Linked DNA regions of Danio rerio: region 2 is linked to region 1. Evidence: chromatin contacts called from public HiCAR-type data. All regions are on one chromosome and are shown on one strand. Each heading gives the region's core, a stretch centred on a gene start, on an enhancer-like site or on the middle of the called end of the contact. The rest is flanking DNA. Distances are from core to core; before and after follow the strand shown. Region 1 overlaps znf536 (zinc finger protein 536). Region 2 overlaps znf536 (zinc finger protein 536).

What was found. HiCAR-type assays count read pairs that join an accessible place to other places.
Region 2: a contact with region 1 is called in a HiCAR-type map of caudal fin, with 6 times the contacts expected there. The contact joins two enhancer-like sites. A contact is called at or near these places in 1 of 18 Hi-C or Micro-C datasets (an unstated tissue) and 1 of 4 datasets of contacts at active chromatin or transcription factors (caudal fin).

What each region holds. Positions count from the first base shown.
Region 1 is chr7:47,935,369-47,938,528 of GRCz12tu, forward strand. The region is part of intron 4 of znf536 (zinc finger protein 536); the gene reads left to right. Among named protein-coding and RNA genes, the nearest start is that of znf536, 110 kb to the left of the region's middle. Within about 2 kb of position 1,458, at least 7 of the 62 cell types and tissues checked have an H3K27ac peak or open chromatin away from gene starts, as enhancers often do.
Region 2 is chr7:48,280,515-48,283,674 of GRCz12tu, forward strand. The region is part of intron 12 of znf536 (zinc finger protein 536); the gene reads left to right. Among named protein-coding and RNA genes, the nearest start is that of tshz3b, 300 kb to the right of the region's middle. Within about 2 kb of position 1,652, at least 7 of the 62 cell types and tissues checked have an H3K27ac peak or open chromatin away from gene starts, as enhancers often do.

The sequences.
Region 1 (3,160 bases), core at 208-2,707:
TTTAACAGGACAGATTAATAATCAAATATTCAGATGATGATTGCTTTTGGACTTAAGCTAATCTCTTAATGCCAGTGACCGTCCTACTCTGTGTTTTATCACCCTGTTGCTTTGGCTGCCGATGGCCGCGTACGTACAAAACGCTTAGCTGTTGCATCGCATGTGCGAATGTGTCTGCATTTTTTGGCAGTATACCACAAGTCGAATTGCTTTCCTTTTTCTTTTTCACAGCCCTTAGGTGCGTGCGTGCGTGTTTTGTGCGATTTTGTATAAATCTCTCAGAGCACATCAGTTATGCTTATGAATGCAAAAACAGCTCATTGCCTCTGAATTGTTTTCTTAGCAGTTTGGTTAGGAATATAAATAGCGTCGCATCTATAGCAGACCCCAAACCGCTATTCATTTGGACTTGTGTGTGTGTGTGTGTGTGTTTTGTTTGTGAGTAATGCACGTGGAAAGGTTTGAACAGAGGAACTAAGAGAGAGACATCTCTTACTGAGGCATTATCAAATGTTTTCACTTGAAAAATCCAATGCGCCTTTCAGCAGCGAGAGGAAAAGAACATGCTCCGACTCTCACCCTGCCCGCTGGAATTAGTCAAAAGACCATTTTTAGTAATAAATTATGCATTGAAACAAAGAGATAGCCTCTTTTTTTGTTCCCCGCGCGCACACACACGGGCCGCCTTGGCAAATGCCTTTAAAAAAATCTTTAAAATTGTCCATTCAACTCAAACTTACTGAGTGTAGCAAAAATGTCAAAGGCATAAAGTCAGCGAAGATTGAATAAAATAATGGGAGGAGACAGATTAGTCATGCAGAGAGCCCACACAGTCTTTCAGGCCGGCACAATACCACTTTTTATAAGCGCTCTATCTACACAATGGCGGCGTTCAATATATCGAGGATGATACATGGTCAGACGTGTAATCTCCCTTTGATTCCTCGCGCTCATTCATTCCGGAACCTTTTCAGGACTGACACTGATGAGCTCCAGGCTCCCGTGGCTCTCTCCGCACAACCGGCAACCTTCTTTAAGAGTTCATTATGTAGGAACATGGAGGATAGGTGTCTTCCTCGCTGACCCTCCCTACTATCTGATGTCGTGGGCTCTGACGGAACATTAAGCGCCTCGGCGTGCTGGCTTTTGGGTGAAGATGGAGTAAGCGAACACGCCACTCAGAATAACACAAATCAATCAATCCAGCCGGGGCTCTGAAATATTCCAAGATGGAGTCATTTCATACATGAAGGAGCTCAGACGGAGGACCGACGGGCGCATTGATCACATATGGGGGATCGTTTGCGTCCTATATGTTACCCCGTTCCGGCTAAGCGTTTGGCATGTGTGTGTGTGTGTGTGTCTCATGGCTTTGGGATGATGGAGGAGGGGGAGGAGTGAATCAGTTTCCCTGGGAGACAGTGGGCTGAATTACTGACGGGTTTGTGCACCACTTAACCTAATCTAGCATATGATTATGAGACTCAGTCAGGGGCGCCTCCCTCATACGCTTCAGTGCCAGCCTCCTTCTGCCTGCCGGGCGTGGCATACACACACACACACACACACACACACACACATATACACACTCTTCCTAAAAATAAACCTCACCTCCTGTACAAGCAGCACTGTTTGAGCTTACCTGAGTAGAGTGAATGAGGGCCGCTAAATATTATGACTGCCTTGTGTCCTGCAATAATTGATTCCCTAACTCTGCACATACATATATTATATATATATATATATATATATATATATATATATATATATATATATATATATATATATATATATACACACAGGCGCGCACGCACACACACGCTGCCATTTACTTCCTCCGCGCTGTTCATTTTACAAATTCTATAACCTTTTAGAATTTCTTTCTGTGGAGAAGATTGCTGCCTGGCCTCAGATTCATTATGGTGATTGAATCCTCTTCAATAGAAAACTGTTTAAAGAAGAGAGAGGGAGAGAGAGCGCCAGCGTGAGAGAGAGAGAATGAAGGTAACATGGGTTAAAAGCTTGTCTGGGTGACATAATTCACCTCCAGTGAGGCAAACAATCACATCGCATTGTGACCTTCAAATGATAGAAAAAAGCCACTTTTTTTTTCTCTCTCTCTCTCTCTGCCTGGATTCATCATCTCTCTCCCATCCCTTCATCCTCCACCGCTTCTTTTTTTTGTCTTTGGCATCATGGGCTATTTTGGATTACAGATTAAATATCTAATTACGATCACTTTGCGGTAAGGAATATACTGGAGCGTAAGCCCTCACTTTAATCATGAACACAGTTTAAAATCACCCTTGTGTACAATGGGAGATGATATACATATATAATTCTCTCTCATCCTCTTCCCTCCCTCTCTTTCCCTCCACTTTCCTTTTTTACACTCATAGCACCTGGACCTACACTATTCATCATGTGGATGACTCCGAACATGAATTAGTTTTCTTTTTTTATGTCAGAGATGAGAGGGCCAGATGGTATAAAATAAAAAAGGCGAAAAAAGGAGGAAAAAAATGGGGAGAGTGAGAAAGAGAAAGAATCGAGGACATAGTCTGCGCTCTATGTTATCGTTGAGGCACATGCTAGCGCGGGATTAGGCTGGATTTTTAATGCTGTTTCGCTCTGAATTATAGCTTTTCACATGCTCTCCTTTGTCATTTCTTTATACTTCAAACAAGAAATTGTCCAATTCTAATTAGTCGATATAATTGCTGCTGGATGAAGTGCCGCCAATCGGACCCTGAACTCCTGCAAGGTGGAGTGGTTTTGTTCTTCTCTCGTCTTTTCATTGACTGTCTGTCTTTTCTCCATGGATTTCTCCCTCTTTTGGTGTTATTTTTTCCTTCTTTTTTGGAAAACAAGAGAAAAGACCCTCTAGAGAGGTCCTAAGGTTACTGTCACGTTATTAGTGCATCACTTGTAGGCAATTACAAGCCCCTCCACATCCATGTACCTGCTGCACGGCTCACTTTATGAGGGACAAGTGCTGACACGACCGATCCGTTTTTCTCTGTGATTGTGCTGTTCGTAGTCACTTCATTTTAGATTTGTTTATTTGCGTCTCTACTTTAAAAACACACTCTTGTGATCATGAAAGTCTGCATTTATTATTTTTCTCATTTTATATGGTACCTCGGAGGAGACGGAGGGA
Region 2 (3,160 bases), core at 402-2,901, 350 kb after region 1:
ATTCAAAGTGGTTTTAAACAGTTAAGCAGGATATTACTGATGAACTAAAGCACTTAAAAGCAATATTAATGTGGTAAGAACATCAGAGACCATGAGCAAAAGTTCTCTATTTTTTATAATACATGTTTTGCATCCAATTGCTTAAAGAGATTATTCACCTAAAATTAACAAAATACAAATACTCAGCATTTACTGACCCTCAGGTCCCAGATCTTTTTAGGTTTCATTTTTCTGTTGAAAAAAAATAAATAAATGCAAGAAGATAACTTGAAGATATTTTGAAAAATGTTAGAAACTTTAACTTAATGATTATTAAGTACTATGGAAGTAAATGGTTACAAGTTTTCACTATTCTTCAAAAAATTACTTACTTAAAAAAAATTAAGCCAAAGAGGTTTTGAACAACTAAGCAGGATATTACTGATGAACTAAGCACTTAATGTGATATAAAATTTCAGTCGGAGACCATGAGCAAAATAAATGTTCCCTCTTTCTTTTTTTCATTATTCATGTTTTGTATGTCTAAGTGCTTAAAGGAATAGTTCACCTAAAAACCAAAATGTACTCAGCATTAATTGACCCCTCGGGTGGTCCCACATCTTTTTGAGTTTCATTGTACTGTTAAATGCAAGATGATACAATATTTTGAAGATATTTTGAAAAATGTTAGAAACCACTGACTTCCGTAGTAAGATAAACCATTCTATAAAAGTCAAGTCGAGCTTTATTTTCATTCCGCTACATGTGTGGACATACGTACAGAGGAATGACATGTAGTGTCTCGCAGGACAGTGGTGCTACATACTGTAAATTAATCATAAACACAAACAAAACACTAGACATAAGAGCTATTTTGTAAATAAAAAAACTATGCATAACTAACATACTTTGAGATACTTAACTATACACATAAGACAGGCTGTGCAAGTACTTTTACATGAGACTGAATAATTTTGTGCAGGACATTGCGGTATTAAAGGTGAATATTGTGCAAAAGAGATATTTACGGTTTAATGTTGTGCAAAGGAGTTATGTAAGGTGACACTTTCTTCAAAAAAGTTAATGATTACAAGTTTACACTATTTTTCAAAATAACTATAGTAGTATAGTCCAAGAATTTGTTTGAACAAATGGGGGGATGCCAGAATGTTAATCTAATCATAAAACTATCCCTTTAAACATGCATTTCAAACGTTTGTAAATTCATATCCTCAACATTTTCCTCCAATTAAACAGCGCCTGTTCTCAGGAAACCTAAAACGACCGGGTCTTTGAAACACAAATATACACTAAGTAGATTTCATGGTAAAAATAGAATACCTGAGGGAGGTCGGAGTATAAAGCGGCTCAGTGTTTTAGATGGGAGCGCGCTTCGCCTTAACTCTGTGGTCCGGGAATAATAAGAAGCAGTTAGGAAATGTCAGGACTTTGACTCCACACAGCCTCGCTCTTCCCCAAGTGTGCTGGCCCTTGTTAACTGAGCTCGCTTCCAGCCTTGTGCTGTGCTATTGTTCTGTCTGCCTTTTCATTTAGCCATTCTGTTAAGCATGACACTTGTATTAACATAAGATGGATCCTGGAGCTATGTGTCCTCTTACCATATGTCTTGTATTACTTTCCAGGGCCCTCTCTTGTCTCGCACTGAGAGTGTATTATCGTGCTTGAGCAGTAGAGGGCGTCGTGTTCTCCTCTATTTATTTCGTTTTAGATGGATGGATGGATAGATGGATGAAATATAATGTTTTTATTATTGATTTTCCTTTAAATGGATAGTTTCACCCAAAAATGAACGTTCACTCACTGTTTACTCACCCTCTAGTGGTTTCAAAACTCTTCATTCTGTTAAACACTAGAGAAGATAATTTGAAGAAAGCAAAAAACATGTAACCATTGACTTCCATTGAAGAAAAACAAGTACTATGGAATGTCAATGGTTACAGGTTTTCAGCTTTCTTCAACATGTCTTCTTTTATATTTAACAGTAGAGACAGTCAAATTTTAAACAAGTGAAGGGAGAATTTTCATTTTTGAGTGAACGATCCCTTTAAGATCTAAGGTGATGTAGCCTAATTAAAATCTTGATCGTTCACAAAAAAAAAAAAAATTTAGGGCTGTGATTATGGCAAGGAAAACTGATGTTTGGTTAACAAAGACACATTATTCAAATGATGAGAAAATGCACCGATAACATAATTTGACAGGCCAGACTATGATGAAGATTTCTACGCTGGCGAAATAATTAAGCAATCGCTCCACATGTGGACCGGGAGACTTCAAAATTGATCAGAACAGGAGGAGGAAAAAGTTGTGAGGATCATAAAGTCGGCGCGCTAGTCTCCAGATCGCAGTGGCAGTTGTTTGGGGAAAAGAAATGGCGTCCTTAAATAATAACATTCCAGGTGGCTTAGTTAATGAAGAGTGAAAATCAAATATGGGGCGGAATCTGTAACTCATTACCAGAACTTTCTTTAAGAGGAAGTCACGAAGAGCACTGGCCCCTGGGAGACCAGGCGTTTTTAAAACTCGAGAACATAATTTATTATCATTATGGTTATGATTATCTTCATTTCCTCACGGACACGCACAAAAAATGCTAACAGGCTGCTGTAGAGCCGTGACCGCTGTATAGTCTTTAAAAACACTGCCAATCACTTCAGATTTGATAAATAACTACCACTTTATCTGTAGATTAATGTGAAATATCAGCAGGTTAAAGGAAAATGACATTGAGTAACAAGATCTTATTTCCAGCATGCAGTTGGTGGGATGGCTAATTCAGAGGCTTATACTGCCATCTCCTGGACAAACTGTGTACTATACGCTTAATGTTCAATGCTTATTAGAAATGTGTGGCTGTGCTTTGATTCTACTGCATGTCTATTATAATTATAAAGTTGTGCCAATATAAAGTGCTCAGCATAATTGAGTACACCCCATTTATGAAAACTAATATTTGTATCCATTTCTCAGTGAGTATAGGCAATGTATTCCTGTGCATTTAAACAAAACAGATTTATTAAATATATTTCTTTATTAAATTAATATTTTAGTCACCAAACATATTTCAAAATTGAAAGATAATACAATTAAATTGAAAAAAAATTACAAAATACAAAATTTCAACAATTTATTTATTTATTTATTTTTGCTTCTCTTGACT